Regions from separate parts of the Bombyx mori genome. Here region 1 is linked to region 2. Evidence: chromatin contacts called from public Hi-C data. All regions are on one chromosome and are shown on one strand. Each heading gives the region's core, a stretch centred on a gene start, on an enhancer-like site or on the middle of the called end of the contact. The rest is flanking DNA. Distances are from core to core; before and after follow the strand shown. Region 1 overlaps LOC101741494. Region 2 overlaps LOC101741494.

What was found. Hi-C and Micro-C count contacts between places; a contact is called where the count stands out from the background.
Region 1: a Hi-C map of posterior silk gland shows a contact between it and region 2, with 1.6 times the contacts expected there. The contact joins two enhancer-like sites. A contact is called at or near these places in 3 of 7 Hi-C or Micro-C datasets (posterior silk gland and whole pupa).

What each region holds. Positions count from the first base shown.
Region 1 is chr15:2,643,543-2,650,541 of ASM3026992v2, forward strand. All of the region lies in intron 2 of LOC101741494, which reads left to right. Among protein-coding and RNA genes, the nearest start is that of LOC119629545, 31 kb to the right of the region's middle. Within about 2 kb of position 4,594, at least 2 of the 8 cell types and tissues checked have open chromatin away from gene starts, as enhancers often do.
Region 2 is chr15:2,588,246-2,595,129 of ASM3026992v2, forward strand. The region is part of intron 1 of LOC101741494; the gene reads left to right. Among protein-coding and RNA genes, the nearest start is that of LOC101741494, 13 kb to the left of the region's middle. Within about 2 kb of position 3,121, at least 3 of the 8 cell types and tissues checked have open chromatin away from gene starts, as enhancers often do.

The DNA of each region.
Region 1 (6,999 bases), core at 3,344-5,843, 57 kb after region 2:
ACCTATTATAACCGGCGCCATCTAGGCGGGCTTCGGATGGCCTGCCGACCGAGAGTATGTTTTTAGCTTCTACAGGTGGAGTGACATATTTAACTCGCGGTCCAATCTTTGGCTCGATCGAAGGAGAATTTGAAAATGATTCCAACTTATCTGGAGATGTAACACATCAATATTCTGTAATAAAGGCTTCTTTTTTTTTGCTTACAAATTTTTCTACATTGGTCATAATTATTATTTTTGCATGGGCCCAGTACATTTTTACAGTAGATTCTTCACCAAATACTTGTTTAAATGCATTTTTTACGCTCATAGGCGCGTCGCAAATTAATGCTTTTGGTTGTAAAGAGTTTGAGAAAAAACGCTGTTGCGAAGAGCTTCAAACAACATTTAGAAATCTTGTATTCGTTCAGAAGTTCAAAAGAACGAAAGAAGTCCAGAAGAACAAAAATAAATAAAGTTGGGTGATGGGGATTTTAGCTATACAAGTAGTAAATTCGTGGAATATAATTTGATAATGTAAACATACATTATCTGTTGTACAGATTTAGAAAATGATTTTGGAAATTCCGTTGGTTAATTTAGTGCGCAAATCAGTATTTTTGTTATACGGTGAGTAATTTTGTCTTCAAATCGGTATATTACTGGTTTCAGTTAGATTTTCGTTGTAAATTAGATAAAAAAGGTCATCTGATTTTGGTTAATTTTATACGTGTTTTAATAAAATATGTTTAGGTCAATCAAGTCGTTAATTTGTTACGCAGTCGTTTATCTGATATGCAGTGGATTATTAGTTGGGAGATTTAGTTTGCATGAATTTTAAATATAGGAGTAATTAAAAATTCCCCTTAATAAAGACAAACAATATTACTCTATTCTCAATTTGACCACATACTATAAGCAATAAGAAAAGTTTGACAATAAATAAATAGTACGCATGCGTGTGTGTGTCAAATACATGATAATGTGTGTAATTTTTTTATTTGTTGATTTAATAAATAAATAATAAATATTTACTAACAATCACGCCACGTTATCTGGTCCCGTGGTGAGTTCGTAAAGAACTTGTGTTACAGGTACCAGATAACGGAAATAAGTGTAATATTTTTATTATACACATACATATATGTAATATACATCCATAACCCTGGAAAATACATTTTTATATTTATCATACAAATATCTTCCCTTGGCGGGATTCGAACCCGCGACCCCCTCGTGTAGTGACCATGTCACTTACCACTACACCAGACGGCCGTTTAATGTATCTCTCATGAATAATAAAAAAAAAAATAACTTTCTGCACGTCTTCTCTATATTCTCTATAAGTGTGGGAAATTTCATACTCCTCCGTCCGCGCAATTTTCGTAAAAAGGGGCACAAAGTTTTTGCTTCACGTTATGTAGATAAAAAAGGAACATTCTAGAACCTCTTCACATCTATATTATTGTATGTAATTGGTGTACAATAAAGATGCAGTTTGATCATAAACGAGCCTTGACCGGTATTGTGGGGCAGTGCAGCGTTTACGTTATAGAGTTTAAGACTGCATGGCTTCGTGACGAGCGCTGTAAATTGAAAGGACCTTGCATAATACAATTCGCGATCGTTGCTAGTGCGAAAATTGATGTACAATGGAAGATTTAATGTGCTGACAGCGCTGGGAGGTCACTTTGTGTACATTATGTATTATTAAAGTATTTATTCGTGGAACTAAAGCGTTCGTGCATTGTAAAAGGTTTGTATAGCTGGATTTTGATGCAGCTTGTACCTCATGTTTCAAGGCGAATGACGAAATTCACGTTTTAATGTCGATGGACTTCGGAAAGCACTCGACACAAGCTCTTTCGTAAACTCGTGTATCTTCTTCTTTTTCTCCACCTTATCCCACTAGATGGGGTCGGCACAGCTAATTTTTCTCTTCCATTCTTTTCTATCAGCCGTCATCTCAACACTCACTCCTCTCTCACTCATATCGTCATTCACACACTCTATCCACGTCTTCTTCGGCCGGCCTCTTCCCCGTCTACTTTGCACTATCATTTCCATGCATCTTCTCTCTACGCATCACATGTCCATACCATGCTAACCGTCCGCTCTTTAATTTGTTGCTTGCCGAGCTACTTTCACACTTCCTCTGATATACTCATTCTTTATCTTGTCCATTCTTGTCGCTCCACACATCCTTCTCAACATTCGCATCTCTGCCGCATGCACTCCTCTTTCATGCTTTACTTTCGTCGCCCAACATTCAGATCCATACAGCACGACAGGTTTAATGATCTTATGTAAATTTTTCCCTTGAGCTGAAGGGGCATCTTTCGCAAACTCGTGTGTGAAATTGTAAAAATAATAATAATGGGAAGCTATTCCTTCAACGTAGAAATCATTGGTGAACACGTTCTCTATGCGAATTTCATTACAAAATTAGCGTCACATATCTGGATTAAACCGTAATATTGAAGTTTGGTCAAATCAAAGAAGATGGTAATTCCATAAATAACAAATTCATGAGACAACTCAAATCAGTAAACACGAATGATAATGAGAAACAAAAAAAAAATAAGATTAGTAAAAATCAATGCTTGTACGTGTACATGTTTGTTCTCTATGCGTTCCCGAGTTATGGGTTTTTGATAAAACTTTCTACTTGGACTTTTAGAGATAGCGCACGAGTAACTTCAAAAATCTATGTTTTTTCATTAAATTGGCTTTTAGCGGAGCGTGATGGAGGAGAAGCGGAGGTCTCAATAGTTGAAAATAATATAAAAGATTCCGATTTCGTTTTTGCCTAAATCAATACAATGTAATAAGCAGCTGTTCATTTTCAAGTCACGTCCGCTAATTTACAACCACAAGGAACAACAATCATCAAGTTATTTTCCGTTTTGTACTCACAAGAAAAAAAAATCAATAAAAAAACAATAGTTTGTTTACGTTTCAAAACTCGTAAATGATTGACTTCTCACTGCGTACATAACTACTTGCTTTACCACATTTGATAATTACATTTTTGTTTTGAAATGAGCGACGCAATTAATAATGATTTTAAATATCCGTTTAGACAATTTTTACACAGTGGTCGACCTTTATTAACCACATGTACATATTGAAGCAGGGTCTCTTAGTCTGCTCTCCCCCTTAGACCCCCTCGAAGTCGTGACGTTCGGTGCATTCGTGTTGAGCGATGCACCGGTGTTCGAATCACGCTGGCGGATACCAATTTTTCTTATTAAATACGTACTTAACAAAATATGTTCACGATTGACTTCAACGGTGAAGGAATAACATTGCGTAATAAAAATCAAACCCGCAAAATTATAATATGCGTAATTACTGATGGTAGGACCTCTTGTGAGTCCGCAGGGGTAGGTACCACCACCCTGCCTATTTCTGCCGTGAAGCAGTAATGCGTTTCGGTTTGAAGGGTGGGGCAGCCGTTTTAACTATATTGAGATCTTAGAACTTATATCTCAAGGTGGCTGGCGGCATTACGTTATAGATGTGAATGCGCTCCGATAACCACTTAACGTCAGGTGGGCCGTGAGCTCGTCCACCCATATAAGCAATAAATAAAAATAGTCTACGTGACTGCACTGACAGAAGCTTAATTACGTCACATAAATTATGATTACATTGACCTTTAATATCAATCGAGGCAGGCCTATCAACGTCTCGTTACCTTCTCGGCGCATTTAGCCCAATAAAATCTCATTCGTCATTACCTTGTCAATCTGCATTTAGCATCCCAGCTTCAGCCTTGTTCGACAATGAGATCTTCCACGTTCGTGTTATTGAAGTGGTTAATTGACATCTATTGACTGTCCCGGGCTTGCGTCGTGCTATTTGCTTTTGATATGATGATATTAGCATTTGCAATGAGTGTTTATGACCGAAGACATGTCATGTTCTTCTTCAAACGAGATTTATGGAGAGTATTGAACGGTAGGCAGCGGCTCGGCTCTGCCTCTGACATTACTGATGTCCATAAGTGACAGTAGCCACTCACTATCAGGTGGGCCGTATAATCGTTTGCCTAAACAGGCAAACATAAAAAAAAATAAAAAAAAGGTTTTTTAAATTAACTGTAATCAGAAATTATCCTAGATTAGATATTCTGTTATGTTCGCTTTGTACGTAAAGCTGTGTCTTAAGTATTTTGGACAGATAATCAAAATGAGAACATTTTTTAATCAATTTTAATTTTAAACAGATCAATACATACGTCGTACAATGTTATATACCTAGTTTAATCTCGCATTTTATTATTATTATTATATGTATTAATATTCATTAAATCCTGTGCCTCGACCATTGACCGGTTTTCGTGGTTTCGAATCACGATCGAAACTCATAAATAAAATAAATATACAAATTAATTTGAACAAAACAATTACATCACCGCTCGTTATTAACTATGAACGAAAACACACATAAAATTCATGAGAAACACGCGCTAAATAAAACCACCAACAAAATGTTACATTACAGACTAAAGGGAACATGGTGTCTCGCCAATTCGCACATTGTTGCGAGAAAAAAAAAACGGTGACGATTTGGCGCCATACGCTGACAGAATCACGTACGCTATAGGTTATTGAATTCAACGAATTTATTTCAGTGAACGTATGGTACGGAGGGTAGAGGTAAGGAGAACCGTCTCATATGGGAGAGGCTTGAAAAAGTGTCCCACTTTCAGCACTAAATAATAGTTCAAAAATCCTCTTGAATGGCGCTAGCATAGGCACAGGGTATGATATGAATTGAGCAGTTGTTAACTGATTGAAGTATGCTGAGTTAGGAAATCTATCTATATATGTATATAAAAATGAATCACTGTTCGTTAGTCTTGCTAAAACTCGAGAACGGCTGGACCGATTTGGCTAATTTTGGTCTTGAATTATTTGTGGAAGTCCAGAGAAGGTTTAAAAGGTAGATAAACATGAAAATGCTCGGAATTAAATAAAAACAACAATTTTGTTTTTCCTTTGATGTGTCCCCCGTCGGACCGATTCCTTTTGTTTGTTTTAAATGTATTTTTTACGAAAGTTTAGGTATTTTATTGAGGCACTACGAAGTCTGCCGGGTCAGCTAGTTTAATATAATTAATGACTAAAGTTGTTAGTGACAGTGTTATATACAAGACCTCACATGTTTACGTAGTCCTAACTAATTTCGTTAATATAACCTAAAATTATTGCTGTGGTAAAACGTGGAGACATCGATTGCATTTTCTTATCAGCTTTAAATATTAAATCCTTTTTGTGATTTTGTAGTGCGTACAGTTCTTTCTTCCTCTTTTATTTCTCTATCTTATTCTAATAACTTTCAGCGCCTGTTTTTAAAATTTACCCGGTTGCTACTGTAGCTCCACCCTTATTTAGCAGATTTTAACGGACACTTTTTCACACACAAAGACGGTTCTCCTTACCTCTACCCTCCATAACGTATGGATTGGATCAAACGTCAAAATTACGGTGTGCTCATATAAGTGACGTCACGTTTGTGATAAAATACGCACTGAGAATACATACCGAGGGGTGAAAGGATATTTGTTTTTTTTTTTTATTGCTTAGATTTGTGGACGAGCTCACAACCCACCTGATGTTAAGTGGTTATGGAGCCCATAGACATCTACAACGTAAATGCGCCACCCACCTTGAGATATAAGTTGTAAGGTCTCAGTATAGTTACAACGGCTGCCCCACCCTTCAAACCGAAACGCATTACTGCTTCACGGCAGAAATAGGCAGGGTGGTGGTACCTACCCGCGCGGACTCACAACAGGTCCTACCACCAGTAATTACGCAAATTATAATTTTGCGGGTTTCACTTTTATTACACGATGTTATTCCTTCACCGTGGAAGTCAATCGTGAACATTTGTTGAGTACGTATTTCATTAGAAAAATTGGTACCCGCCTGCGGGATTCGAACACCGGTGCATCGCTTTAACACGAATGCACCGGACGTCTTATCTTTGAGGCCACGACGACTTCAAAATTATTTAGATTAGATTTAAGAGACATTTCGCTTAATAGGCGACATTTGTCTTCGTAATTAAAGATCCGTTTACTTGGTTTATTAGTATCAACGATTCGATGCTTTTTTAACTTCAATTAAGTTTAACCAATTCAAATAGCTGACGATGTTTTTTTGATAAAAGATTTTTTTTTTTAATTTTTAACTAAAGTCAGGTTAAACACTGAAGTTGCAAAAACTGCGCTTAAACCAAATAACCTTTCACCTCTCGATATGCTCGGGAAAGATTTCCACTCTTGAGGAATAGCATCGTGCTTTAAGCCGACTTTTAGAATGCACCAAGGGTCTTATAGTTTAAGCCACAACGACTTACACGCGATATACAGTGCAGTATACTTATTACCGGTGGTAGGGCGTTTTGTAAGCCCTCACAAGTAGGTACCACGACCCGGTCTAATTCTATCTCGAAGCAGCAGTGCGTTCGGGTTTAAAGGGTGGGTAGCCGTTGAATTATAGGACTAATGTTTTTGATAACCACTTAACAACAGATGGCTGAAGAAGTCGTTGACCCATCTGAGCAAAAAAGAAAGTTACAATGTACAGTTATACCTGGAAGGGCCGCTTCGTCGCCTAATGCGTGCGTCCCGCGATCTTGTACTCGAAAAAATTATTGGTATAAAGTGATATTAGTCACTCACTAAGCCCTGCGAGGATTAAAATTTATGGAGTCATTGAAAAAGTTAATTAAAAGTTTTGAAAATGTGACATACATTTACAACCTATATTATTGGGTTACCTAAGTATTTTTTATAAATATTTCTAAGTACCCACTAAAAAAAAATTGAAAATTATTCTAAGAATATTTTAATTTCAATGATTCAAATTAATTATCTTCCACAAACGGTACTCTAATACCGTTTTGAATTGTTCCTCACTTAGTTTGGTACGCAAACATTGTCAACTCAATGGGAATATTAAAACAAATTCGGCAAGAAGTTCCAATAAGAAAAACATAAAATAT
Region 2 (6,884 bases), core at 1,871-4,370:
GCTCGTTTGTCTACAAGGGCAATAAAAAAATGTTAATGACGTTTTATCTGCCATTGGTAGTTAAACACAAATCTGGATATAAAAAGGAAGTGAAACTAAGCCCACGTGCAAGAAAGAGGTCTGTGTGCTTAGTGCGAGTTTTTAAACGTTCTCGATAGCGTAAAAGTGAAGTCAAATTTGTATGGAGTTGAAAAGTTCGCCTATGTTTGCCGCTTGGGGCACTGTTCCTGTTGCATACAAATTTCAGGTAACTTTTACGCTTTCCAGAACGTTAAAAAACTCGCACTAAACACACGGATCTCCAAGTTGTCGTGAAACACCTTATGCACCTCGCTGCGAATCTAACCGATCGAAATCGTAGACTTTCTGCAGTGTTGGCGACAGTCCAAAAAGAACTAGCTAGAATCTCAGACGTGAGTCGTGGTCTAACCTTTGTTTATTTAACTAGTATAACGTTGGTACAACCAGTATTGTTTCACTAAGGTAGTATTTAAATATCGGGCCAGTTCTCATGTGATTGTTCCCAGCAATGTAGGTACAGCGGGTCTTACCGTTTCTTGACACAGTTGTTCCAAGCGGATGCTCATACGGATTACGGGTTTGAGGTTTTGCTGCATCTATAAGGGATACGCTACACATAAAGTTGAGCTTTGATTATTTTGATCGTATTATTTCGAAGTGTACACATGTTTTGTTGCATCGCGGCTGAATTAGCGGCTACTTATGTATGTATTTTACTATTTTATACATAGGTATATTATAAATAAATAAATAAATATTTACTATAAATAATAAATATATAAGTATAAATAAATAAATAAATAAATAAAATTAGGAAATGAAATGAGTAAATTTAAGTTGGTGTTCAGATATTGATCAAAAAGCAGAGAGACTTGTTATGAGATGTCTGAGAATTCTGGTTTTAATATTTATTGATCATCTTATTAAAATGTAGTCAGTCAATATTAAAATTCTAAGCCGTGCTACATACTACCGCACCGCTCAAATTCCTTTGACCTTGCCGTCACGTACACATTTACAATAATACGTATCTACAATCTTTTTCAATGTCAATGTCAAGTAAAATAAAGAATTAAAAAAAAAAACCTTTTTTTTTTGTATCTGCAACCTTTCGGCTGGTTGTTTTTGGTCGTTCTAAATTCGGTTGGTTTTTGCTTCTTGTATTTTATTTGACGATAGGAATAGCGCATGCTTTTAAAATGAAATTGTTAGTTCTGGTATTATAAACCATTTCTTAGGTAATAATCTTTATTTTGCATTTGGATAATTATCCGTTCAGAGACGAAGGTGATAAGTTTAAGCACGCCATACATTTCGTGTTGCTATAATACATATATTTGCTTGTCTTTTACCGGTTACAATTTTTAGATCAATCAAAATTATCTAAAAAGTCGAGTAAGAAATGCCCGCATAAAATCAAAGAATATCTAAGTCTTTTAAACAGTTTTTAGATACATAATTATAGTATACTACATACTGCAGGATGTAAGGGACTACAAGATACCAATGTTGAAGTAAAACACGATTTTCATTTAATTAATAACCTCTTCAGGGACATGTGTTCGTTTTTTCTTTAAATATTAGTTCTACGCTAAATGGCCACATATATGAACATTTTTTAAAATGAATATTCGCTGTTTTTTTAACTTATTGCATTGTTTTCAATATATAAAAAGCACAACAAAAATACAAAAAACCCAATTTCTTCGTAATTTAAAAAAATCGTCCCTGAAGAGGTTAACATATCAATTTACAGCGTTTCTAGACGTTTTCTAACATTTTAAATATGTTCGATTTGACGTAATATACACAGTCTAGTATAATCTGTGCAATTTAAATATTTTACGAGCTCCGTTCGGAGTCAATGGTAAACATAGCGTCTATTTTTACAGCATCAGGGTCACCCGTAATTGTTTGTCTTCAAACAATATAATGAATAAATACAATTAAGAGTCGAGAGCATATTAATTACGTGAGAAACAATCGAAAGGCGAATCGCGATTTTTTTATACAAACATACTTTTGAAATAATTAAACCCACTTTTACGGGTACATTTTTTTTATTGCTTAGATGGGTGGACGAGCTTACAGCCCACCTGGTGTTAAGTGGTAACTGGAGCCCATAGACATCTACCATAGAGATATAAGTTCTAAGGTCTCAGTATAGGTACAACGGCTGCCCCACCCTTCAAACCGAAACGCATTACTGCTACACGGTAAAAAATAGGCAGGGTGGTGCTACCTATCCGTGCGGACTCACAAGAGGTCCCACCACCAGTCAGAGACACTCAAAAATAATTCCCTACCCGGCGGTTCGCCCGCCACTTCAAATGTCAAGTGTATGATGTACGTATGACTAGCGCCATCTATACGCAGTTTCCAGAACACATTATACATATATCTTCCCGTCATAAATATATATAAAATTCTGTATGCAACAACTTAATGTTTTATTTATAAAACTATAAATATGTATGAGTAATTTTCATTATTTATATGCGATAAGATTGAAGATTTTTGATTTGCATACGAAAATGTTTAAAACGAATAAGTATTTTATTTGAATACATTTTTGCCGTTGTATCAAACATAGTGATTTAGCCGTGAGCATAGCAGTCGAGCTTACGTCTTCCTTATTCGTAAGTGATTACCTTTGATCACGGACATTATCGATGCGAGCCGAGTTTTTTTTTTCTCCCAACCTAGCCTTGAGAGGCTATTTCAGCGTGACCTTAACTAGTACGTGAGCTCACGGGGCTCAAACCGAAGTGACGTTAACACTGACCCTAGCAAGAGCAGTGCTTCGCAGAATCTACCACCGGATCGGAAACGCGACCCACTGAGAAGATCCGGCGAGAAACTCAGTGGGCTGTGTCTATGGGTTAATTCGCTCGTCGAGCCCTTCGTTGCAAGCGACGGGTTTGACGAGGACGATGACCGGTGCTTGTGGTACCTAAAAGCACCGTTAATGGCAAAACTATTTTTGAAGATGGATGTTGCAATAGTTGATCCAGAACCGGATGTTGTACGGCATTGACGATCTCTTGAAACATACTGCACGAAAGCAGTGATAGGTTTGAACTCTGCTCGTTGAGAGGGTAGTTAGTGCCATGATAAAAATGTGATAAGAAAATTATCTCAAACAATACCTTAACGCGACTGTACATCGGCCTAACGCTGTTGATACTTTGTTTAAATTTATTTAATTTACATTTTTTTATTACACCTATTACAGATTTATAATGCTCACAGTACAATCTTGATAAAGATTGTACAATCTTGACATTTTTCATCTTCTCGCATTAAAACTGTATAATCTCAAAACTTACTAATTTTACAGGAGAGTGTTTTAAAAGTTTAACATGTAATATTTCTAATATTGATCATATCTGAAACATTCTTTTTAACCAGTTTCATTATTTGTTTCTCAGAGTAAGATAAAATTGTGTATAAATTTTGTTAATAGTAGTTAAAACATAGGTAAACTCAAAGAAAAAAAACAACTAAACTACGCTCTTTGACAGTATTTATGAGAAAAGTACTGGTGATACCAAATGTTTACGCATATTAACTCAATTTCGAAATTTTTGGAATTTGTTTACTTTTAAGTTTTAATGCTAAAAGACGTTTTGTGTACCATTTTTTCAAACGAAAAAAGGGAACAATATTAGTTGAAATATTCGAATTTGTATTTTACTAGTTATTTTATAGGGCACGTAACTTAACACGCTAAATAATCAACTGATGTACGGGATCAATGGCTTAGAGTGAGTCGCCATTTGAGTTTGAATTACATTGCGGATTCACAAAGTCTTAATTGACTAAAACTACGTACAGCTAAGTAAATAAATGCTGATTTTCGTTCACATTGCGATCATAGTTTATTCCTTCAAGAACGGTAGCCCACTGAGGTTCTCGCCGGATTTTCTCAGTAGGTCGCGTTTCCGGTCCGGTGGTAGATTCTGCGAAGCACTGCTCTTGTTAGGGCCAGTGTTAGCAACACCTCCGGTTAGAGCCTCAAGAGCTCACTTACACGGTAGAGTAACGCTGATATAGCCTCTCAAGGCTATCAGCATAGGTAGGAAATAAACCTTCAAGAACGGTACAACATTTTAACAATACTACACATGCCTTCTACACGATATTCGAAGCAACAAAACGCGTACAAAAGCCAGACAGAATGCTATAATATAAAGGCTTATACAAAAGCATTCAATTTAAATTCACTATCAATAATCTATACAAAAATTGGAGTGTCTGTTTGTAATATTGAAATAACCGCTTTTTACTACATGCATATGAGTATATATACGGTACAGTACATACACCAAAATAACATTTATTACATGTTTTGTCTGTCTGTCTGTATGTTCCAGTTTGTAATCTCTGGAACGGCTGGACTGATTTTGACGAGACTTTCACTGATAGGTAGCTAATGATATAAGGAGTAACTTGGGCTACTTTTTTAGACTAGCTTCGCCCGCGGTCTTACCCGCGGTATGACATTAACCGTGGAACTCCGCTATTAATAATTAAATGTTCCCTTCGAAGCGAAACGAGGGCGGATCGCTAGTCTTAGAATATAAACATGAAAATAAATGATCACGTAGTCGGCCAACGTACTCTAGGCTCGATTATAAACAGAATGACAAACGCAAAGATATATTTAGCTGTTAAGTGTTGTTATGCAAAACACATATCGAGTACTGCCACTGTATTACTCGTGGTTTCGGATGATTCACATGGAATTCTTGATTGATTAATACCTTATTTATTTGCTTCAATCTAAATATTACCTTATTAGAAAGAGCACGTGGTTTTAGTTCGAGTGCAGTTTTGCTGGGCACATGCTGGCTTGTACGTAAACTTTTCGCTGGGTCATTATGAATATTATTAGGTCATTGCCCGTCCTGATAATTCTAGGAACATTAAAAAGATAGAAACGTATTAGTCAGTTTTTATGTTTTCTTTATCTTCGGACGTACTTCTTCTCTTTCTCACTTCTCCTTTTCTCCTTTCTTCTTCTCCCTTCTTCTCCCTTTTGGCTCTCTTGTCTGTCTTCGGCACCACATAGTTCGTTGTGACCGGCTTGTTTACGGATGTTGTCCGTCCGCCGATATGGACTCTCTTTTCTTAGTCTACTTTTACCTGGTACCCGGTACAAAGTCCTCTTACGACATCATTTTTGAGCGCCCTACCTCTTACACCACGACTCCGATACAAGTCTCCACGAAAAGTGTAGAAGAAAAGTGAAAATAGTAATTATATATAAACGAAAAATAATATTCTTTCAGCACGTTGTAACAGACGCAGTGTTTTTTTTTATTGCATAGATTTGTGGACGAGCTCAGAGCTCACTTGGTGTTAAGTGGTTACCACCCATCTAAGTAAAAAAGAAAACTACTTTTACGGTTTTATTACGCGTTTATAATTTTCATTTTGCGCGCTTCATAGCGCAAAAAGCTTAATTAAATGAGTATTGTAGTGATGAATTTTAAATAGAACTTTGGTTGTGCTTTTGTACCCTGGTCCGTAAATTGATAATTAAAAATATACGCCACAGAAAAATCATTTGATAACCAAATAAGTTATTATGTAGGCAATTTCAATAATTATCATACCATACCGATAAAGATAATTTAGGCTCATTTCTTCAAGTTCATACCTATTTATCAAGGCTTTTTCTATCCTTTAACTCACTTGAAGACAGCCGTTGTATAAATAAATATAACGAAAATTATTATATATTTTATTTGTGTAGTATAGTTTCGCATCTTTCCAAAAATATTAAAATTTACATTTAAAGATTGAATAAAAATCTTCGTTTATTATTTTATTACAAAAATTGGTCGTATTGTGCAACATCAATGTAACACTAATGGTATCTGAATAAACCTCAATGTAACACTAATGGTATCTATATATTAATACGTGAAGCAAAAACTTTGTATCCCTTTTTACGAAAATTGCGCGGACGGAGGAGTATGAAATTTTCCACACTTGTAGAGAATATAGAGAAGAAGTGCACAAAGCTAATGTTTTTTTAAATAATGCATAAAAAATACATTAAATCAATAAAGAAAACATTACACACACTACATACCATGTATTTGACGCACACACGCATGCATACTATTTATTGTCAAACTTTTGTTCTTGACGTCTGTTGTCAAATTGAGAATAGATTAAATATTGTTTGTCTTTATTAATATTTTTTATAGTGTAGCCTTGGCGAAATTTGTGATTATAGAAGTATAGAATACAATCATAATAGTGTAAAAACTAATCCTACAATTCCAATTAATTATAGTCGAATTTCGACTACTGCGGGACCTCTAGTCTGAATAAACGTACGTCTTTTAAAGATCGTCATTAGAAGCCCGTGCATCTAATTGACGCATCTAAAGATAAGCTGCGGATTGCGTCATATATGTATGCAGTTCGTTTGCATCAATGCTAACTGTGATTAATGATTAAGACATTTTTATGAATACTTTAATTCACATACGAGTATTGTAAATGTCATAGGACGATACGTGCGTTATCGACACGATAAAAAAATAATTTTTATATGTTATGTTACATATTGTTATGTGTAAGTAAAAAATTGACGTATAGCTTTACGGTATGATTAGATGTCACTTAAAATTGGCCTTTTCAGAACGTTAAAAAATGAGGAGATTCACAAGAGAACCCAGATAGTCAGCATATCCTAAAGAATTGTGAAGTTGAACAGGCAGTAGGCATGCCGCTTTCCGGTAAGCAGCGGCTTGGCTCTGCCCCTGGCATTGCTGAAGTCCATGGGTGACGGTAACCACTCACCATAAGGTGGGGCTTATACTAGTTTGTCTACAAGGGCAATA